Regions from separate parts of the Mus musculus genome. Here regions 1 and 3 are each linked to region 2. Evidence: chromatin contacts called from public promoter capture Hi-C data. All regions are on one chromosome and are shown on one strand. The core of a region is the stretch at or near the end of the contact, and the rest is flanking DNA. Distances in the headings are between cores, read along the strand shown.

What was found. Promoter capture Hi-C pulls out the DNA fragments that hold promoters and counts their contacts.
Region 1: a promoter capture Hi-C map of liver shows a contact between it and region 2, with 6 times the contacts expected there. The contact joins the promoter of H2ac12 here to the promoter of Slc17a2 in region 2. A contact is called at or near these places in 3 of 39 promoter capture datasets (hippocampal neurons and liver), 2 of 115 datasets of contacts at active chromatin or transcription factors (fetal liver and large pre-B cells) and 2 of 9 other capture datasets (adipose tissue and liver).
Region 3: a contact with region 2 is called in a promoter capture Hi-C map of liver, with 2.7 times the contacts expected there. The contact joins the promoter of 4932702P03Rik here to the promoter of Slc17a2 in region 2. A contact is called at or near these places in 7 of 39 promoter capture datasets (3T3-L1-derived adipocytes, the HPC-7 cell line, cranial neural crest and 3 more), 1 of 484 Hi-C or Micro-C datasets (B cells) and 1 of 9 other capture datasets (embryonic stem cells).

What each region holds. Positions count from the first base shown.
Region 1 is chr13:22,033,937-22,037,106 of GRCm38.p6, forward strand. H2ac12 (H2A clustered histone 12) reads right to left here and starts at 1,707. Exons shown (of 1, transcript NM_175659.2): 1 at 1,186-1,707. The coding sequence starts at 1,616. The coding sequence ends at 1,230. H2bc12 (H2B clustered histone 12) reads left to right here and starts at 1,885. Exons shown (of 1, transcript NM_175665.2): 1 at 1,885-2,384. The coding sequence starts at 1,951. The coding sequence ends at 2,331.
Region 2 is chr13:23,805,593-23,808,860 of GRCm38.p6, forward strand. It overlaps Slc17a2 (solute carrier family 17 (sodium phosphate), member 2), which reads left to right and starts at 1,401. Exons shown (of 12, transcript NM_001377113.1): 1 at 1,401-1,759.
Region 3 is chr13:24,903,807-24,907,087 of GRCm38.p6, forward strand. 4932702P03Rik (RIKEN cDNA 4932702P03 gene) reads left to right here and starts at 1,794. Exons shown (of 3, transcript NR_045182.1): 1 at 1,794-1,902.

The sequences.
Region 1 (3,170 bases), core at 457-2,956, 1.8 Mb before region 2:
AAGCGCATACTTTGTTCTATCATATCGTGCTCACTGAGCATTTGAACACAGACATGGCCCTGTGGAAGGAGGATCAACTAGACCTTATGTCCTATCCAGTGTCTTTCCAAAACTACTAAACAAGTTAGTCATACAGTTTACACTCTCTCTCTCTCTCTCTCTCTCTCTCTCTCTCTCTCTCTCACACACACACACACAGGACTGGTCCTTTCAGGTCTGGTGGGACTAACTGACTAAATCACTCTCTTATATTCTGATATTGCCAGTCACCGACATGCTATTCTCAGAAACTCTTCTCTAAACTCAGAGTCCGATTTCCACAAGTCCATAAATGTACAGAATTTCCTGTTTCATGGGCTGCTGTTGGAACTCCTTTTCCAGCTTCTCTCTTTGCAAGTGGCTGGCGTTACTGAAGTTCTCAGTAGTGACACACTAGGTCACACCAACTGCTTACAATTTTGTAGCCTCTCAGATCAATAATACTGAACTTGGAATCATTATTTCAACACAATTAATTAGGCTCTATTTTTAGAAATGAACTGCAGAGCACACATATTCTTTACACTGTTTTGTTAAATTTTATTCTTGGGTCAAGTTGAGGACTTTATCCCCTTCGTTACCAGGCAGGCTCTTACCCCCCCTCCCCCCCCCGAGTTTCTGCTCCTTTGAGCAGTAAGATTTGTGAAAACATTATGGGGATTTAGAAGAAAAAAAAAGTAACTTAAAATTGATCGTTTACTTCTGGCTAGCAGGTGGGCATGCACACACACCAGTTAAGCAGCATTAAGACCTGTAAAGTCTTCTAACATGTTCTGCTGCAAAGTGGAAAAAAAAAGTAAAACCTCATCTGTTGAAGGTTAACCAGACCTGGTGTCTATGATAGATTATGCCAGCTTGGGAAGGTCAAAGTCCCAATATCCAAGGCAGAGGCAGACTGGCTTGTCCTACAGTGGGTTTTAATGAGATTGTCTGAAAAAACAAAAAATACTTGATGAAAAAAAGACCAAGAAAGCAGTTTCAAGATCCAAATATTCCTAGAAGGGTTAAACTTGAATGCTTAAGTCCCACGCGGAGAGAACACATTTACACTGGACTGCAGCTTACTCACCACGTGGTTGGAATTAGTACTATCACTTCACAAAGGAGATCTTAGATTTACATGTACCAGCTTCTTTCTGGACTTTGTGTGTGGCTCTGAAAAGAGCCTTTGGGAGATATTGAAACCTGCTTCACTTGGCCTTGTGGTGGCTCTCGGTCTTCTTGGGCAGCAGCACGGCCTGGATGTTGGGCAGGACGCCGCCCTGCGCGATGGTCACGCGGCCCAGCAGCTTGTTGAGCTCCTCGTCGTTGCGGATGGCCAGCTGCAGGTGGCGCGGGATGATGCGCGTCTTCTTGTTGTCGCGGGCCGCGTTGCCCGCCAGCTCCAGGATCTCGGCCGTCAGGTACTCCAGCACGGCCGCCAGGTACACCGGGGCGCCGGCGCCCACGCGCTCCGAGTAGTTGCCCTTGCGGAGCAGCCGGTGCACGCGGCCCACGGGGAACTGCAGGCCGGCCCGGGAGGAGCGGGTCTTGGCCTTGGCGCGAGCCTTGCCGCCCTGCTTACCGCGTCCAGACATATTGTACAACTTAAAACTTCCCTGGTAAGCGTTAGCTAAACAGCAGAAACAAAGGGAAACTCTGTAGATTTTTATAGTCAAGCCAGGGCGCGAAAAAGGAGGCCCGTCATTGGTTAGCATTGTGAGTTCAACTTAACCAATGGAAACGAGGTTTTGGGAGTTGTGTATTCTCATTGGGTAAAAGCAGGCTCAGCCTTTTCTCTGAGTGACCACTACCCAGACAAGGGCATTTCACTTTATTTGCATACGAAGTTCTAGATAAAGAGTACCCGTGGTGTTCCTATCTGCTTGTCCTGTTGGGTGTTCAGCTTTGTTTTCTATTCATTTCTACGCCATGCCTGAGCCTGCGAAGTCCGCTCCCGCCCCGAAGAAGGGCTCCAAGAAGGCCGTCACCAAGGCCCAGAAGAAGGACGGCAAGAAGCGCAAGCGCAGCCGCAAGGAGAGCTACTCGGTGTACGTGTACAAGGTGCTGAAGCAAGTGCACCCCGACACCGGCATCTCCTCCAAGGCCATGGGCATCATGAACTCGTTCGTGAACGACATCTTCGAGCGCATCGCGAGCGAGGCGTCCCGCCTGGCGCATTACAACAAGCGCTCGACCATCACGTCCCGGGAGATCCAGACGGCCGTGCGCCTGCTGCTGCCCGGGGAGCTGGCCAAGCACGCCGTGTCGGAGGGCACCAAGGCTGTCACCAAGTATACTAGCGCCAAGTAAACTTCTCAATAGGGTTGACGTCTAGCACCAAAGGCTCTTTTAAGAGCCACTAAACCACCAGTATTAGAGCTGCAAACATGAATTCACCTTCGAGTACGGCTCTTGATTCCTGTGGCAGGTGTATGTAGTGTTGAATGCACTACAGAGTTGCTTGTCTCGGTCAGGGTCTCCCAGTTTTGTGTAAGCCACAATGACCTTTTGACTTAAAGTTATATTGTATTCTGGCGTAATTTGTTCAAAATCAGGTCAGGGCTGAGGGTGTAAATTCAGCTGGGAGAGTGTTTGGCATACCTGAAGCTCAGCTTAGTCCCCATTGCTGCGTAAGTTTGGATGAGGTGGAGCGCATCTATAATGCTTGTGTTCTGGTAAGTAGAAGTAAGATTAGGATCTTAAAATCGTGTTCTGTGTTAGAAATTCTGGCTAGGTTAGCTTACAAGATCCGGTCTCCTGTTAAAAAAAGTTAAATGGAGGCTAGTTAAGCCAAACCAGACAAAACCAACGATTTAAACCTTGCTGTAGTTGTGCCTGCCTTTATTTGAACCCAGCACTCTGAAGGCAAAGCCAGGTGGATGCCTGTTTGAGGCCGGTCTAGTCTACCGAGTGAGTTTGAACAGTCAGGGCTGCACAGTGAAACCCTGGGGTGTGGTGTGGAGGCAGAGGGGACCCATGGGGGACAATTTATTTAAAGGGAAACATTTTTGCCTCTTCCCTGTCTAAGCTTTAAGGATACAGATATTGAGAATACAGGATGGATTGCTTTCTCCTGGAGGTGATCTTACAGGTGAGCAAGGTCAGACTGGAATATTTTATCAAGCAGAACAAGTTTTCTATCCATCCAA
Region 2 (3,268 bases), core at 151-2,650:
TAAAACATTACATACTGCAGGGAGCCTTCTTAAACAATTCAAAGGTTTCAGGAAATCCCTGAAATTTATCAGACACATTAGGCCCCATCCAGTCTAAGTATAAATATATAGAGACAAGCTAAGCAGCCTAAAAGAGGCTCAGGGAAGCTTAGGTATCTGTGTAGTACTCTCCAGGTTTCTGAATTCTCTGCGCTGTCACCCATCCTGGGCTTGGCTTTTGGAGTTGCAGCTCTTATAAGCAACCCCTAACCTCTACTCCTTGTAGGTAACCGAAATAAAACTCAGGGGTTTTCCATGTTGTATTTTGATGGTATCCTTACTTTGGCCAATCACGTGTTCCCAATCTGAGTGAACAGCTTTTTGTTCATGTCTCCCCCAGAAAATGTCACACAATAGATGGCTCAGTGGTTTAAAGGGCATTCTGTTCTGGAGTACTGAGGTTAGTTTCCTGAACCTTCTCAAGAGAGGAGTCACAGGTACCTGTAACTCCAGTTCCAGGGTTTGGGGGGCTCCTTAGGTACCCACATGCATGCCATACAATCACACAAACAGACACATAAATAAAAATAAGAAAACTAATATAGTTTGGATTTTTTAAATAATAATAATAAAAAGAAAATGAGTAGGGACCAGTAAGACTGGCTAAGGAGCTGGGCAGTATAGGCTCTTTGGGGGACCATGATGATAGGACTGGGGTCAGAGGCTCAGCTGGTGCTGAAACGCAGAGAAGGCAGGTCTTCACCTTGTTTTAAGAAGGCCAAGAGACTAACTAGAAAGATCTATCACCAGCCACATTCCAAAACCTAAAAGCCACAAAACAAACCCAAGAGTCAGGAGTCAAGCAAAACCACATCAGGAGGACCCAGAGAAAATGGAGGTCGGGAACAGGGGAATTCTCAGTCACAGTTCACATCTGTTCACTGTGGACACCAGAGGACGGAAGGCAGTCTAGCTGATTGACTGGATCCCTCTGCAGGACCATCTCGTTCAGGCATATAGATGTTAGCAGATAGACGTCATTTCATTCGTCCCATCAATCTCTGGGCATTGCGCCCATTTCAACCCTGTTTCTTCATGTAGAAGCCAGTTCTAGCAGGCGGGGTGCTTTGTCTGCAGACGAAGAAAGCTCTAGGAGCAAAGGTGGGGATGACTTCAGAGATTCAGGCTAAGGAGCCCCACTGCTGCTTGCATTCCACACCTCTTTCCACTTTCAGCGAAGTGGCTTGTTGACTGAATGTCTGTGTGCATAGTTCAAAGCAGAAAAACATAGTGACACCGTTGAGATACTCACTAGGTCGGTGAGAACTTGAAAGTGAAGTTAAAAATTAAGCAGCCACGCCAAATGCAGATTCTCTGTCCCAAGAGCACAGGGTCAAACCTGGCGGTGTTTGTTCCCACGTGACTCATTACGTTTCTCTGCAAAGAGAGGAAGATACAGGAACACCTTTTTTCAAGGTAGCTTTCTAGTCTAGAGCTTTAAATACTACTTTAATGGTGATGGTAAGTGTTTTTCTTCTTGTAAATAGGATGTTAATTATGAAGCTATCAGAGATGCCTTCAAGGGAGGAAGTAATGTTAAGAGAACTCAAAAACACACCAACTGCTGTGTGAGGACCTCCATTGGGAATGGTGTCTGGCTCTGGAGAAGAGGCTTTCTTACAAAATAACAATCCAATCAAGACTCTAAGGTTTGCGAGGCCACTGGTGTCAAGGGCCACTGTGGATCGTGGTCACTAGCCGGAGGAGTATCACACTATCGGTGAGTATTGGCTGTGGTATGTAGATGTGTACAACTGGCTTTGGATGAAACACTGAACCAGAACAGACAAGGTTGAGCTTCGTGAATGGGCTTAATGAGTCTTTTCCAGTTTCAATATACTCGATCTTGCCTCTCAAGATGAGGAGACTGGCAGAAGCCAGATTAAGATGAAAATCAAGACAACTGACTATTTCTGGAAGGCTTTCTGCCTTTGTACAGTTAAGAGGAGACCATGGTAGGTGCCTGTAATGACTGGTAGCCATAGAGGACAGGATTTAGTGAGGATGGGTTTCTCTCTTGTCCTAGCGGAATTGCAGAAAGCTACACCTGTGCAATTGGCTTTTTGGCATAACTCTGTCAAGAATTTTCCCCTTGGGGTCTTTAAACATTTTTTTAGACTGTGATTTAACTTATAAATACATTGGTTGAGGGACCTCTCAGTTCCTCAGAAAAGTAGAGAGGTAATGAGTTGCCTAGCACTCAAGGGATATTTTTACCCTCATGTTCTTTTCAGTCTGTGGCGAGATGAGCGCTTTCTCGTCCAAGGCAGAACACACTTTAAAATAGAAGTTTAAAACAGAACATTTTATTAAAATATTTTTATTTGCTCTGTGCCTGCATTTGCTCATGAATCTGAGAAGTTCTAACATGGAGTGAGTGGGGGCATGGTGGCTGTCACTGCTGCTGTTAATGGCAGTGACATTTGACAATGTAGAACTCCTTGGAGGAGCGCACCTCGGACTTCTCCTCATGCAAACAGTCCCATGAAGTAATATTGTCCTCTCTTTTCCTCTGAAACAATTAAGGCGCTAAGAGTTTATGAAACTTGCTATGGTTTGTACAGAGTGGAAATTGAGACTCTGAACTTCTGGCTCCTGATATTTGAACAATATGCAACATTTGCTTTGTTTAAATCAGGAGGCTGGGCTGGCAAAATTATGCAAGATAAGCAGGTTGTTAGGGGAAATCAAAGAGTATTAGAAACATTATTGCATAAAGTAATGAGTTCTAGACTAAGAATAGAATGAAGCCCCTTATGCAACTCTGTCTGTATCACCATTCCCCTCAAATAAAACCTATTCCGTGTGCCTTATGCCTAAGCATAATGTCTGTGTTCCCTTTTTCTCCAATACAATCTATATTGTCCCAACCCTTTTTTAAATATAAATTAAGTTCGACTTAATCTGTACTGTGTGAGGCTATACCTGAGCTGTGTTTCTAGGTCTGCTTCCCTGAATGGGAAGGTCTTTGAAATTTTCCATGGTCTTGATGGTTTACAGTTACAATGAGTGTACTGTCTTCAGTGACTCTAATGGCTTGTGATTTCATGAGCCCTGGTGGCTGTTTTGAAACATGGTTTTCATTATCTCATTATGGAAAGACTAAAGTTTGGAATGGCCAATTTTTATACTTAGGAAAAGGAGAAGCCATCAACAACAAAACAATGGAAGGCTATTTAAGACAGAATTCAAATACTTGAACACAGTAGAAGCTGTGTGACTCCCCTGC
Region 3 (3,281 bases), core at 544-3,043, 1.1 Mb after region 2:
CTTTTTTCTCCCTCAGTATTGGAGACAGAAGCCTGGAGTCTGGTGTATGGTAGGCTCTACCCCTGAATTATATCTCCAGCTCCAGGTTTTAGGATTTATATGGTTGGGAAAAAAATTGAAATGTTTTGATCACATGCCTAATATGAATTTCAAATTTTGTGTCTGTAAAAAGTTTTTGGACCATGATCATTCATGTGTTTATGTATGAATGACCCCATGGCTGCTCTTATCTTACAAAAAGACTTTTTTTTTTTCAGTTTTATTTATTTCATGTATGTGAGTCCACTGTCACAGTCTTCAGATACGCCAGATGAGGGCACCAGATCCCCTTTACAGATGGTTGTGAGCCACCACTATGTGTAATGAGCCACCATTGCTGGAAATTGAACTCAGGACCTCTGCAAGAGCAGTCAGTGCTCATAGCCACTGAGCCATCTCTCCAGCCCACAAAAAGGTTTTAAATGGACTGTAATAGGGGTTGTCTGCAAAGACTAAAACACTTAGCCAGGTATAATGGCATACTCCTTTGATCCCAGCATTGAGCAGACAGAGGCAGGCAGATTTCTGTGAGTTCAAGGCCAACCTGGTCTACATAGTAAGTTCTAGAACAGTCAGGCTCCGTAGAAAGAGCCTGTCTCAAATCAAAACAAAACCACACACACACACACACACACACACACACACACACACACCACACACACCCCAAATGAACAAAGACTAAAACTATTATTTGCTGTATCTATATTGGGAAAACAAATACAATTTCTGAAACTCACGGGTCCTTCTTGAGGACAGTCAGCTTGAATTGACCAGTCTCAGCTCAGTGGCTTTCTATCAATATTAAAGGACATTCTGTCCCTGCTGCAAACTAACTTTCTCTCTCTCTTTCTTTCTTTCTTTCTTTCTTTCTTTCTTTCTTTCTTTCTTTCTTTCTTTCTTTCTTTCTTTCTTTCTTTCTTCCTTCCTTCCTTCCTTCCTTCCTTCCTTCCTTCCTTCCTTCCCTTCCTTTCTCTCTCTCTCTCTCTCTCTCTCTCTCTCTCTCTCTCTCTCTCTCTCCCCACTGTATTTTGAGACACTGTAGCACAGCCCTGACAGTATTTATAAAACAAACAAACAAACAAAAACCAATTTACAACTAGGAATTTACCTACGTGTGTGAGAACCTAAATTCAGTTCATAGCACTGCAGGAAAAGTAATTTTTTAAAAAGTATATTGGGGTATAATTCACTTAGAATAAACTACACATACTAAGTATAATGTGATGAATATGTCCATGCCCTGGAGCCGCCGCTCTAACTGAGCTAATGAATACGTCACCCTAAACGATTCTGTGCGACCCTTCATAGACACACCTTCCCTTAAACCACATTACCAGACGTCCTTGAAGTTTCTAGTTTTGTAGAATTGATGCTGGATGTATTCATTCTTGGATCTCTTCCACCACGAAGTTGTCTCCATCAGTCTATTAGCAATTTTGTTGGGGTAAATTGTGGAGGTCCCGTTCTGAGACCCAGAGTGCTACTCCTCAGGTCTGTGAATTAAAAGTCTCCTTGATCATTACGGTCTTGCAAGAGTTCTTTATTTTACTGAGTTTTTGAAAGGGAGATGAGCCAAATACACACCAGCCCAATGACAATGACTTTCGGCCACTGTTTGGATCTAAAATGTCCCAGAAAGACCAATGTGTGGGAAGACTTGATCCCCAAACCCCGCCACTGCTGGAACACACTGGAAGCTTTAAGAAGTGGGGTCCGGTGGAAGGAAGTGACCTCACTGGGTGCGTGCCTTCCTCGCTCTGCTTCTCCACCCGCCGTGGGAGCCGTTTTCCTCAGCCCAGCTCTGTTGATGCTCATTCTGGGCCCGGTCCCAAAGTAAGCTGCTCACAACGGTGGACTAGACCGGTGAGTCAAAATAGACCCTTCCTTCTTGTAAATTCATCAAATCTCAGGTATTGTGACCGGTGATAGATAGCTGATAGATAGTGATGATAGCATGACAAAAAAAAAACACATTTTTTTTTTGTCATGAAAACAAAAACTTTAAAAAATGTTCTCAAAGGTCTAACTATGTATGCCCCCCCCCCCCCCGCCCTTTCCTTTTCTAGGTCAGCTTTCTCCCTTGCCCCAGAACACACTTCGTTTTTTCTTAGAGGAAGAGGCTTCTAGCGCTCCCGCGTTCTGCTTTCCCATTGCTGAAGTGACTCCCCGGAGAGCAGAGGTCTGTGGACCGCCCAACATGTAAAGGAAAGTGCCCCTGGTATGGACATGCCAGAGTCTGGCTGTGCTTCCGGTTCCTCGGGATTGGGCTTGGCCTCTGTCCTCGGGACTATTGTAACCCTCATCAACTGAATCTTTCTGAACTCATCAGCAAGCCAGGGGTTGGAGGAGGCCCTCTGAGCAGCGCTGGGGGAATCACCCAGGGTCCTCTTTTTTTGTGGCGCTCTGGGAAGAAAGCCCCACTAGGAGCTTAGTAGCCACAGAGCAGAGTAAAGGTGGGGCTGTCTGCGCCTCTGTCAGTTGCCACTCAGAGGCGGTTCCCTGTGCATTCTGCAGGGGCGAAACCATCAGGTCTGGGAGCGAAGGCTGCAGGCTCCATATTGAGGTAGTACTTGAAGCCCACAGCCAACCCTTTCTGTCTTGATTTGTGAAGCAGTATCACCCTCCTGCCTTCATCATGTCCAGCTGGGACCTGCGAGGAACTCTGAGCCTTGAGGCCTGGGAGCTTGCCCTCTCGTCCTGGTCTCTGCTCAACCCTGGTCAAGGCTCTGCCTGGAGTTCCCACTGCTGTTGCTCCTTAAATGAACTCTCTGGGAGTTGGGGATGGGGAGGGAAAGCTCGTGTCAACATTCCAAGTCTAAATTTGAAGACAGCCGGTTTCCCCCGGGCACAGGGGACCCTGGGGGCAAAATCTGTACGTTGATCTCCTAACCCCCAAATTCTAGAATGTAGGAAGAGATGAGCCCTTTAGGAGTGGTTCAAAATGAAGCCGTCAGGCTGGGTCCTAATCCAATTTTACTGGTGTCATAAGGTGACTAAGCCCCTCAGAGGGTTGGGGGGGGGGCACCTAGTGGGGGAACTCCCACGAGGAACGGGCCACCTGTAGGCCCAGGAGGCGGGGTCATACAGGACCTTTTCATAGCTGACTAAGGCTTTGCCTTCACCATGCAACCACTTAGGAATTCAATGGAGCTTTAGGAGTGACTCTATTGTAAAGGCCAGTTTGCTTAGGTCTTTTGCATATTATGCTCTATACCGCCTAGGGATTCTGCTAGCAAGGCCAT